Regions from separate parts of the Macaca mulatta genome. Here region 1 is linked to region 2. A link is a contact called in public Hi-C data. All regions are on one chromosome and are shown on one strand. Each heading gives the region's core, a stretch centred on a gene start, on an enhancer-like site or on the middle of the called end of the contact. The rest is flanking DNA. Distances are from core to core; before and after follow the strand shown. Region 1 holds the start of TNRC6B (trinucleotide repeat containing adaptor 6B). Region 2 holds the start of ADSL (adenylosuccinate lyase).

Region 1 (5,825 bases), core at 1,441-3,940, 310 kb before region 2:
GTCCTCCCCGCCTTGGCCTCTCAAAGTGCTAGGATTACAAGCGTGAGCCAATGTGCCTGGCCTCAATGTTACTTTTATGATCAGAAAAACAGCCATCTTATTTGGAAATTATTTTCCTATTCTCAAGGGGACAAATACAAGAAGGTTTCAGGCATTTGCTTTGTCTCTGGGAGGGAAGGCACAATGAGGTGGCACAATGACAAATAGCTGAAGCCTTTATAGACAAAGATTCTAAGAAGAGCAGGCTTTGGCCATCTCTGGATATTCCCATTCTGCTCCCTGCCACCAGACAGCAAATGTTGTAGGTCACCACACATCACCAGTCTCTTGCCTAGCTAACCGTAACTCATTCTTTAGTTCTCTCTGTAGATGTCACTTCTTCCAGGAAGCCATTTCTGTCCCTCCGAGATGGAGTCCCATGTCCCTACCATTTGCTTCCAGGGCACCTTCTCACAGCACTGCACCATGGTTATCTGCTTATCTGCTGGACACCCCTACTAAACTGAGGTCCTTGAAGGAAGAGTCTATTACTCATCTGTGTAGCCTTTGTAACTTAGTAAAAGTGCCTGACATGCTCACTAAACATTTACGGAATAATTATTTATTTGGGGGCCTTTTACCATCAGAACAATGTGAAGGACACAAAGATGAAAAAGAAACCATCTGCTTCAAGGTACTTACAACTGAAATGTATCAAACAATTACCCAGAAAGTCAAGTACCAAGTTAAAATAGGGGTCCAAGCAACCAACTTTGAAGGTTAGGAAGGTTTTAGATTCTGAATGTTTCTCATTCACTGTGTTTTTGAGTTCAGAATCCCCATACTGGAAGGCTAATATGGGGTATGTGCATACAACTGTACAGATTCACGTTCTTACGACCTGTATTAGAATTTGACGCATGATCTTTCTTCTGTCTTTCTTGCATTGGCCCTAGGAATACATGCCACTTACTCTTAATGGACTTTTATGAAATACCTTGGCTTCATTTGCTGAAAGGCTCTAAGTGTTGAGCATCGTTACTATGTTACAATGGTTGTTTTATTATTAAAGCAGTGCCTGGGAGGTTACACAACAGCTTGGATCAGGAAGCGAAACAAGGGCGGTGATCCCACTGAAGCTACAGGGGATGGGGATTTGGGACGGTAAAATGTTAATTATCCGAGATGGAATGTGGGCTAGAGTCCAGCGTTGTGCTCCTGGAGATCATTTCGGTCCCAAAAGCTCACGGCTGGCACTCTGGCAATGGGTCCTAAGCATCCTGCCCTCCTCTGGCTGAAATGTTGGATTCACTTCGATGAAAGCTGCTCCAGAGAAAGAACCCAGTGGCCACCAGCCAGGAGCACACGTCTTGCTCAGCATCAACTATCCTGGAAGACTTCCAGGAGCTGAAGGGCTGTTCTCTTTGCATGCAATAAATTATTCATTTCTAAGACGATTTGTTCTGTCTCTCTCTTTAGACTTGATTTCTCCTAGTTTTCCAGCTCTTGAGGACTCTCTCCAAAGAATGAGTTGTAGATGGTTGGTCAGGGGTTGTGAGTGGGGGGGGGGAGGCTTCACATAAAAGGATGGCAGAAATGTCTACTTTAACTTAAAGGGGAGAGGAATGGGTCCTGGGGAGGAGGATGTGGTGGAGGCAATGACAACCTCTCCATAGTAAGTCCCCAAAAAAGTCACTTCCAGAAACTGAAGACTTTTTGAGTTCCAAATGAAAGTTTTTAAGATGCTGGGTTGACTGACAGTATATCGTCTAAGGTGGAGGCACTAACGCATAATAAAAAAGAGTGACGTCTCTGGAGTTTGACCCAGGACCAGATGCCAGGCTCATCAATTACTTTGTATCTGGATGACCTTGGGCAAGTTTTCTAAGCTCTCGCCAGCCTTAATTTCCCATCTATAAAAACTGGATACTGCATTACTCCCAGGTTTAACCAGATAATGTTTGTGAAGAAAGCAGTCCAGTACTTGGCACAAAATAGGCATGCAATACATGGGAGTCACTATTATCGTCAACTACTGGCCAAACAACTGGAGTTGACCCCAAATCCCCAGTAAACAATTAACCGTAGCAGAGCGAATCCGGATCTGACGCACCTATTTGCCCAATAAGGTGCCAGGAAATAACACAGTGGAGTCAAACCAATGGTATTAGCTCTTGTTGTTGGACGGGCTTTCTTGCTGTTCCACCAATAGCTTGAAGATTTGACTGGGGAGTGACATCCTGACAGTCCAATGACACACAACCAGCCCACACTCAGCACTTCGGAGGGGATAAATCAAGGAGCCGGCACGTATAGATTCCGTTATAGGGCAGTACTGGATGGAAAGACGAGCTTAGGGAAACAGCGCCGAGGCAAGGCACTAACTAGCTAAAAATAAAAAGAAAAAAGACCATGGTTGCGCCAAGCGAGCTCGGCGGCCATCATGCTCTAGTTTCCCCTGAGTCTCTTTGGGTCCTCGACCGAGGAAGCGGCCTCTGGGATGCTGAGGGGGTGTGTCCCCGCATGATTGGCTCAGGCAGCTCAGCCAATCCTAGCTCGTTAAACGGGAAGCACTTAACCAATGAGGGGCTAAGGCAGCAACGAGGAATTGGAGGGGCGGAACGACAGCTTGACGGGCACAAAAGCCAGCCAGTGAGAGCCGGAAGCATCCTCCCTGCGGCCAATGGAGTGGGGCTCTGGGCGGGCCCCCGAGTGTTTGTGTTGTGGTTTTGGGGGAGGGATGCGGAGGGGAAAGTTTGTTTATTTTGTTTTTAGTTTCTGGGGTCCCCGTGCTTCTGCAAGGCGAAACGGGAGGGAGTGACCCCCGCGACCCTCAGTCCCCCTACGACGTCGCCTCCATAGTCTGCGGAGAAGCGAGGACTGCGCGCCTCGCTTCACAGCGGAACGCCGCGTACTTGGAGCCGGCACGGCTCGGGGGTGAGTGAGGTGCGGCGGCCGCGCCGTCCTTCCCCTCCCCCGCGCCCTGCCAGGACGGAGCGGGGCGGCCGGGGTCGGCGAGGACGCCCCCGGGGGCGCGCGGCGCGGCCCGGGGCGGTGAGCGGAGGCGCGGCGTGTGCGTGTCCTCGCGAGGGAGCGCGCGTGGGGCGGGGAGCGGGCCGGGGAGGGGGCGTGAGCGCGCGCGGGGCCGGTGTGGCCGGCGGCGCTGAGCGCGCGCTCCACGGGAGCGGGAGCCGCCGAGATTTGAGTCTAGGGGCCGGGAGGGATTCGGGGCGACGTCCGGCGCGCGGGCCGAGCGCCCCGAACGGCCGGGGAGGCACGGGCGGGCGCGCGCGCGGCTCCGGGCGTCACGCGCCAGCAGGTGTGAGCTGGGGGAGGGCTTCCGGGTGGGCTGGCCCGGCCGAGTTGAGTTCGCTTCCCGTCTCCTGGGGGCCCCGGCGCGGGTGCACCCTCCCGGCCCGCGGAGGCGCGTTCGTCCATGGCTGTCGGTGGCAGAGGGAGGCGTCAGGCCTCGGAGCCTCGGGTCCCTGCGCAGCGTCCTGGCCTGTGTGCAGGACCTGCGTGACAGGGTGAATGCGTTACACACCCCTCCCCAGGGCCCTGCGTGTGCGGCCTCTTGGGGAGGCGGCTCAGACTCTGGACAAGGAAACGAGGGGCATTGGAAGTGGTTTTACACCTTCCCCTGCCCGGTGCCCTTCAGTTCCAGACTACTGGGTTTATTCGGCTGTAGAGGCTAAACATCCGATCCAGTGAGACACATTGTAGTGGTTAAAGACGTCCAGTAACGGTCACCTCTAGTCAAGCGCCTTAAGGACCAGCTTATTCTGAATTCTTTGGAATTCAGGTTACCAGCCTGCGACTTTAAGTTCGTGCTTCCTCATGTGTTTTGGCCGTGTTATTACTTTTTAGCATCAGTGCTAGAGATTGAACGAGAGGATGGTGAATTTCAAGTTGGTCATTTGTATTATAATTTAAGCGAAATTATGCAAAATTGGCCAAAGACATTTCTTCATAGTGAATAAAACTTTAGTGCCCCCACCAACAGTTAAGTATATATAGAAAGTGTGTAGAAATGATACACATTAGCATTTTGTGAAAGTTTACTAACAGAGGTTACTTCTTCGCTGTGGGAGATGTCAGTAGTATTAAGATTTCTCTTGATTTGGAGACTCATCAGTGATCTTCGCTTTGAAACTACAGATGTGTTTTGGGTAGTGTTGTGTAAATGACTCTTGTAGAGCGGAACTTTTAGCACGTTGTCTCTACAGCGTGTTGCATTGCTGTAGGCAGGTAGTGGGAGGGCTATGAATGTAGTGTCCACTTGCACGAAGGCACACTCACCAATATCCAGAACACAAATCAGACTGCCTTGTCCCACGTGGGACGTGGTGATGATGATGATGATAATACCTTTATATTTTCTTAGTTCTTGACTATTATTAAGTGCTTATCCCAAACACCATTATTTGAGCAGAGTGGTTTCTGATAGAAATTCTGTAGCTGCTTTTCTGTGGTAACATATAAATGTCATGCCCTTGAAAAAAATTTCCCTCATTCAAATGGAAGCACTTAAAAATGTTTTAAAGTCAGAGCAATGCTACTTGTTGAAATGGCAGTAATCATATTAGCTAACATGTGTCGCATGCTTACTGTATGCCAGCCTTTTTACATTTTTTCCCTCTAATTCTTACCCCAAGTTTGTGGGGTAGGTATCGTTACTATTCTATGAAAGAGAAAAGGCATCTCCGAGAGCCACACAGCTATGCATTTCAAGGGCATAGGTTCAGTCTCACGTCTCTCTGGTTTGAGAGCCAACGCGTGTTTCATTTTGCCTCCTTCCTGAATTATCAGAGGGAGAAAGGGCGCTGAAAAGTAGAGAGGACTAGAAAAGGAGAATACCACTGATGATTAGGTTGCCCATACCTAAGAATTTAAATTAAGCTGGGCGCAGTGACTCATGCCTGTAATCCCAGCTCTTTGGGAGACCGAGGCGGGTGGATCACTTGAGGTCAGGAGTTGGAGACCAACGTGGCCAACATGATGAAACCCCGTCTCTACTAAAAATACAAAAAATTAGCCAGATGTGGTGGTGGGCGCCTGTAATTCCAGCTACTGAGGAAGCTGAGGCAGGAGAATCGCTTGAACCCAGGAGGCGGAGGTTGCAGGGAGCGGAGATCATGCCATTGCCCTCTAACCTGGGCAACAAGAGCGAAATTCAGTCTCAAAAAAAAAAAAAAAAAAAAGTTTAAGCTCATTCTTGGCTTTTAGAAATTAATAACGTTTTTGCAAAAGTACATCTTATTTCTTCCCTGTTTAATTTTTATAAAGATTGTAAAAATACATTTTAGTTCAGAGTTCAAGGCTTTCAGAGCCCTCGGTGCAGATCTCTGCTCCAGTCCCGGGCTATTGTGATAAATTGTGTGCTCTTCTAAGGACTAAGTGTTATTCATTTTTCTATCCAGCATAGTGCTTGGCACATAGTGGGAACACAGAAAATGTTAGTTGACTAACATCTGATTCTAAGAAGCAGAATCAAAGTGTAGATTTTGGATTCGTTTTAGTCGTTGAATTATGCAGTTTTAGATTAACAGGACGATAAGAACATGACTAGTTCATGTGCAAAATGCGTGTTTTGAAAAAATACTTAAATGGAGCAACTCATGGGATCTTGGAAAATTCTGCCAGTTTGCTGGATCTCTCCATTCTGCTATCATGTTTGAGCTACTGTTCCTCTCACTTCCAGAGTTCTGAAAGAGCAGTCTATGCTGGCTACTTCCCTTCCTTCACGTCTTCACTACTCAGTCATTCTTTAAACTTTTGCAGCCAGATTGTTCCAGGGTTGCCAATTACCTAGTGGGTAAATTTCCCACACTGGCCGGGCGCAGTGG
Region 2 (5,613 bases), core at 948-3,447:
TTGCCCAGGCTGGAGTGCAGTGGCACAATCTCGGCCCACTGCAACCTCCACCTCCTGAGTTCAAGTGATTCTCCTGCCTCAGCCTCCTGAGTAGCAGATTACAGACACCTGCCACCACGCCTGGCTAATTTTTGTATTTTGAGTAGAGATGGGTTTCACCATGTTGGCCAGACTGGTCTCGAACTCCTGACCTCAGGTGATCCACCTGCCTCAGCCTCCCAAAGTGCTGGGATTACAGGTGTGAGCCACCGCGCCTGGCCCTTAATCTGTACTTTTAATATTCTAGAAATATTATGGCTATTGGAAAAGGGAAGTTAACTCTCAGCAAATAAACTGGGAGTTCAAATTGGAATTCCACCACAGGTCTCATTTCAGTAAGGCACTCACAAACAGGAAATTTCAAAGCAGCACAGTACTAGGCTCAAGCAATCTTCCCGCCTCAGCCTCTCAAAGTGCTGGGATTACAGGCGTGAGCCACCACACCTGGCTTGAGTGTTTTTAGATTCCTCACGTAAAAGGCAGAGAGCTAGGAGTTAAGTGCAGATGGAGAGGGTGTAGGCACCCGGCTCTTTTTGTTTGTTTTGTTTTTGAGACAGGGTCTCTGTTGCCTAAGCTGTAGTGGCACAATCATGGCTTACTGCACCCTCAACATCCTGGGCTCAAGTGATTCTCCCACCTCAGCCTCCCAAGTAGCTGGGACTACAGGTGCACACCACCAGGCCCACTTAATTTTTGTATTTTTTGTAGAGACCGTGTTTCATCATGTTGCTCAAGCTGGTCTCCAACTCCTGGACTCAAATGATCTGCCCTGCTCAGCCTCCAAAGTGCTGGGATTACAGGCGTGAGTCACCGTGCCCAGCTGAGACACCTGGCTCTTAACAGATGAACCCCTTCCTGTATGATCACCCCACTGGCACTACAGACCGAGCAACATAGCAAGACCCTGTCAAAAACATAACAAAACAAAAGGGCCATTTGAGTGTCTCTATTTCTATCTATTTATTTTTTTTTATTTTTTGGAGACAGAGTCTCGCTCTGTCGCCCAGGCTGGAGTGCAGTGGCGCGATCTTGGCTCACTGCAACCTCCGCCTCCCGGGTTCAAGAAATTCTCCTGTCCCAGCCTCCCAAGTAGCTGGGACTACAGGCACACGCCGCCACGCCCGACTAATTTTTTGTATTTTAGTAGAGACGGGGTTTCACTGTGTTGCCCAGGCTGGTCTCAAACTCCTGAGTTCAGGCAATCTGCCTGCCTCGGCCTCCCAAAGTGCTAGGATTACAGGCGTAGGCCACCGCATCCAGCTTACTGGGGGCGCAGTAAATGCCGATTTCCCTTGGGTATCTTCATTTCTCCTTAGAGCCGAGCTCTGTGCGAGGCGGGCAGGAGTGGGTGGGGCGACGGCAATAAGAGTAACAGCAAGCGCACACACGGCCTTCCAAGAGTGCCAGACACCGCTCTAACACTGAATCCGCACAACCCGAAAGGCAGGCTTTTTTTTTTTTTTTTTTGAGACGGAGTCTCGCTCTGTCGCCCAGGCTGGAGTGCAGTGGCCGGATCTCAGCTCACTGCAAGCTCCGCCTCCCGGGTTTACGCCATTCTCCTGCCTCAGCCTCCCGAGTAGCTGGGACTACAGGCGCCCGCCACCTCGCCCGGCTAGTTTTTTGTATTTTTAGTAGAGATGGGGTTTCACCGTATTAGCCAGGATGGTCTCGATCTCCTGACCTCGTGATCCGCCCGTCTCGGCCTCCCAAAGTGCTGGGATTACAGGCTTGAGCCACCGCGCCCGGCCTTTTTTCTTTTTCTTTTTTTTTTTTTTTTTTTAAGAGATGGGAGGGTCTCCCAGTGATGCCCAGGCTGGTCTCGATTTGCTGGCCTCAAGCGATTCTCCCGTCTGGGGCCCCCACAGTGCTGGATTACAAGCTTGAGCCACCGCGCCCGGCCGGGGCAAGTCTTAATGTAGCTTTTTACAGACAGGAAAACTAAAGTGCAGCGCGGCTAAGTAACGTAGGAAGCACCAATCATGTTTCTGGCCAAAGAAGCGAACCACGTCAACTTTCAGGCAGAAGCAGCCGAGATAATCGGCAGCCGGCAGCGCCCAGCGCGCCCGGAACCCAGAAAGCTGGACCGCGTGAAGGAAGTCCCGCCCCGCCCCGTCCTGCCCCGGCCTCCGGGTTTCCGCTTCCGCTCTTCCCGGGTCCAGTCTATCCTGGCGTGGTCGCGGGGTCGGCATGGCTGCTGTAGGCGATCATGGTTCGCCCGACAGCTACCGCTCACCTCTTGCCTCCCGCTATGCGAGCCCGGAGATGTGCTTCGTGTTTAGCGACAGGTATAAATTCCGGACATGGCGGCAGCTGTGGCTGTGGCTGGCGGAGGCTGAGCAGGTAACGGACCCTGGGCTGAGGGGCTGGGCCGGGAGGGACGGGACCGCCCCAGCACGTGCCGGGCTCTGTGCCGGGCTGGGCTTAGCCACCCCGGAGCTGCGGCCGGGCTATTTTCAGCTGGGTGTTCCCTGTCCTGAGGAGCTGCGGCCCCAGGAAAGCAAGGGCAGGTGGCCCGGGAGCCGCCACCTGTTGCCTCACATGTTCTTAGTCCGAGAGGGTTCGAGACGCGGAGGCGGCTGGGAGAAATTCAGCTTGCAGTTTCAGAGAATTCACCTTGGTCATCCCCGCAGGAGTACGCTGCTAACGACAGACACCGAGCGCTTGTTTCGTACCGTTGTGCTCATTATTTCACGCATCTTTTCTCGTGTAATCCGTGAAGATCTTGCAGGCTTGATTGTGTTTTTCCTACATTGCAGGGGAGAACACCAAGCCCAGACAGCTTGTTGTTTGCCCTAGCCCATGCAGCTATTAGGCGCGGATCTGGGATTTGAACCTGGGTGCAGTCCAGAGCCTGAGCTGAGCACGTAGCCCCTTGGTCTTCCACAGTTATGCAGTTAGTGACAAGTGACAAGACTGGAATGCGTGTTTTCTAGGCCACCATTTCCGCCTCACTGGGCTGCGCTTTGCGTCTGAGGAGAAGACTCTGGGTAGGGGTTTATTAAACGGGTTTTATAGTTTCTTTTCTAAGGGCTGTTTGAGAACTCCTTAGCCCAGCGGTTTCAGAAATAGCTCCAGAAGAGTTGAAGCAAACTGAAGGTGATCCAGAGAGCGATAATGTTTCTCCTCAAGTTTCAGAGGAAAGTGCCACAACGAGCAAGTTGGCAATGCTCTCTCAAACGGCACACTAAGCACGGAAACAATCTGAGTTTGTGTCTAGGACCCGTACAATGGAACTCTCGAAACAGGAAACTTTCATTCTAGATTCCCTGCCCTCCCCTTATCACTGCCCTCCGAAATATTGGGCTATACACTACAATAATAGCAGACATTCATATAGTGCCTTCTGAGACCCAGGTACTGTCTTAACCCTTTACACATGATCGCTCATTAATCCTCCAAACAACCGTGAAGAGTAGGTATTAAATACTGTACCTGTTTTACAGATGAAAGAATGGAGCATCAAGTTAATAAACTCTTGGTGTAGATAGCGATAGTAGTAGACCTTCATCATGTGTTGTGATTTGTGATGTACTAGCGTGTACTCTTTCTACTTCATCTGATACTCCATTCTGTAGATGAGGGTAGTGGTACTCAAGACTTTGCCAGGGTCGCCAAAGCTAGTAAATGGCTTCAAGCTGGAGTTGGAATGTAGAGTCTGAGTATGTCTTCTTTCCTCTGTTTGCCTGAAACGCATACAATTTTAGCTTTGGATTATCTATTAGGTCACATTTACCATAAATTGCATAATAACTTAGTAGCTAAGAAAAAACTTGGAGAATAAGAGATTAGGAGGAATGCAGAAAATTCGTAGTAAGGAAAGTATGAATTTTGAAAAGATACATTGCTTCAGGGGAGGAAGCAGTATGGCCATGCTGCCCTCTGCTGCTTTGCTTTGGAAGGAGTCAAGAGGTGTCCTGTCTTCTGTGACTGTAAAGTTCCAGGCAGTGCTGCCACATGTGGCTGCCGAGTACTTGAAATGCAGCTAGTGTGACTGAGAAACTGACTTTTTGCTTTTATTTGTTTTTGTTTAGTTTCTGAGACTGTGTCTGGCTGTGTTGCCCAGGCTGGAGTGCAGTGGCACAATCTCGGCTCATTGCAACCTCTGCGTCCTGGGCTCAAGCTGTCCTCCCACCTCAGCCTCCCAAGCTGGAACTAGAGGTGCACGCCACCATGGCTGGCAAATTTTTGTGTTGTTTTTTTTTTTTTGTAGAGACGGGTCTCACTATGTTTTCCAGTGTGGTCTAGAACTTCTGGACTCAAGCGATTCACCCGCCTTGACCTCCCAAAGATGTGAGCCACCATACCTGGCCTGACTTTTTACTTATAAATATTTTCCAATACTTTTTAATTAATCAAATTAAATTAAATAGCCATATCTGGCTAGTAGCTCCTCTCTTAGATAAAAGAGGTCTAAGATGTAAGATCCTTCCCCGAGTCACTGTTTGCAAGTTTCAAGTGAGGTTTAAATCAGTTTCACCACTGTTTATATTCAACCCTTGGATCCAAGTTCCGAGTTGCCTGTGGGCTGCCAGCTGTTTTCTGCAGCCTAATTTTTCCAGTGATGGATGAATGTAAGACATTGACGTGTTTATTTTCTCATCAGTATCTCCTGAAATTGCTTTCAGTTGCACTCATTTGCTGTACATAATTTCCTGGCAAAACTACTTACAGAATTCTTAAATTTGGTTTCTCAAAGTAAATCCATCTAAGTAACATGGCCACCACCATGCCAAGCACTAAGGATTAAGCAATGAATAAAACAAAGCTCCTCAAGAAGTATTCATTCTAGAGGGAAATGACAGGTTAATAAATATGTAAAAAATGTCATGTGGTTTTTAAGTGCTGTAAATAAAACCAGGCCAGGGATAGAGAGTGACACAGAGGGTGTTTTACACTGAAGTCAGGGAAGACCTCTCTGAGGAGATGACATTTGATTCCAGAGACCAGAATGTGTGAGGGAGTGAACCAAGCAGAGGTCTTGGGCAGAAGGAACAGTCAAGAGCAGGATTATGTTGTTGTTTTATTTCTCGGAGCTTTCTTAGAGTATACTTTCCCATGGTTCATTGAGAAGGTCTCTCCCACCACCCCTCGACCCCACTACCCCCGGCCAGTGGACTTTCAACTCGGTTGCCTTAAATTTTAATTTAAGGGTTGGGAGATAGGGTATTGCTGCTAACATGAATCAGTTTTTTTCCTTGGTGTCACTTCATTCAAATAACTGTGACACTGAGTCTATTTTATTTTATTTTGCCTATTCTGCAGACATTGGGTTTGCCTATCACAGATGAACAAATCCAGGAGATGAAATCAAACCTGGACAACATCGACTTCAAGATGGCAGCTGAGGAAGAGAAACGATTACGACATGATGTGATGGCTCACGTGCACACGTTTGGCCACTGCTGTCCAAAAGCTGCAGGCATTATTCACCTTGGTGCCACTTCTTGCTATGTTGGAGACAATACTGTAGGTGCCCGTGTTGTTTATACTTAAAACTCAGTCTCTAGAATGTATTTGTCAATTTTATTTGATGTTGTCCAGTTTAGGAAGTGAAACTATAAATTTGTGTTGTTT

Evidence for each region. Hi-C and Micro-C count contacts between places; a contact is called where the count stands out from the background.
Region 1: a contact with region 2 is called in a Hi-C map of fetal cortex germinal zone, with 4 times the contacts expected there. The contact joins the promoter of TNRC6B here to the promoter of ADSL in region 2. A contact is called at or near these places in 2 of 14 Hi-C or Micro-C datasets (fetal cortex germinal zone and liver).

The regions. Positions count from the first base shown.
Region 1 is chr10:11,487,402-11,493,226 of T2T-MMU8v2.0, reverse strand. It overlaps TNRC6B (trinucleotide repeat containing adaptor 6B), which reads left to right and starts at 2,690. Exons shown (of 24, transcript XM_077949599.1): 1 at 2,690-2,916.
Region 2 is chr10:11,180,152-11,185,764 of T2T-MMU8v2.0, reverse strand. It overlaps ADSL (adenylosuccinate lyase), which reads left to right and starts at 2,197. Exons shown (of 14, transcript XM_077949733.1): 1 at 2,197-2,379; 2 at 5,302-5,505. The coding sequence starts at 2,227.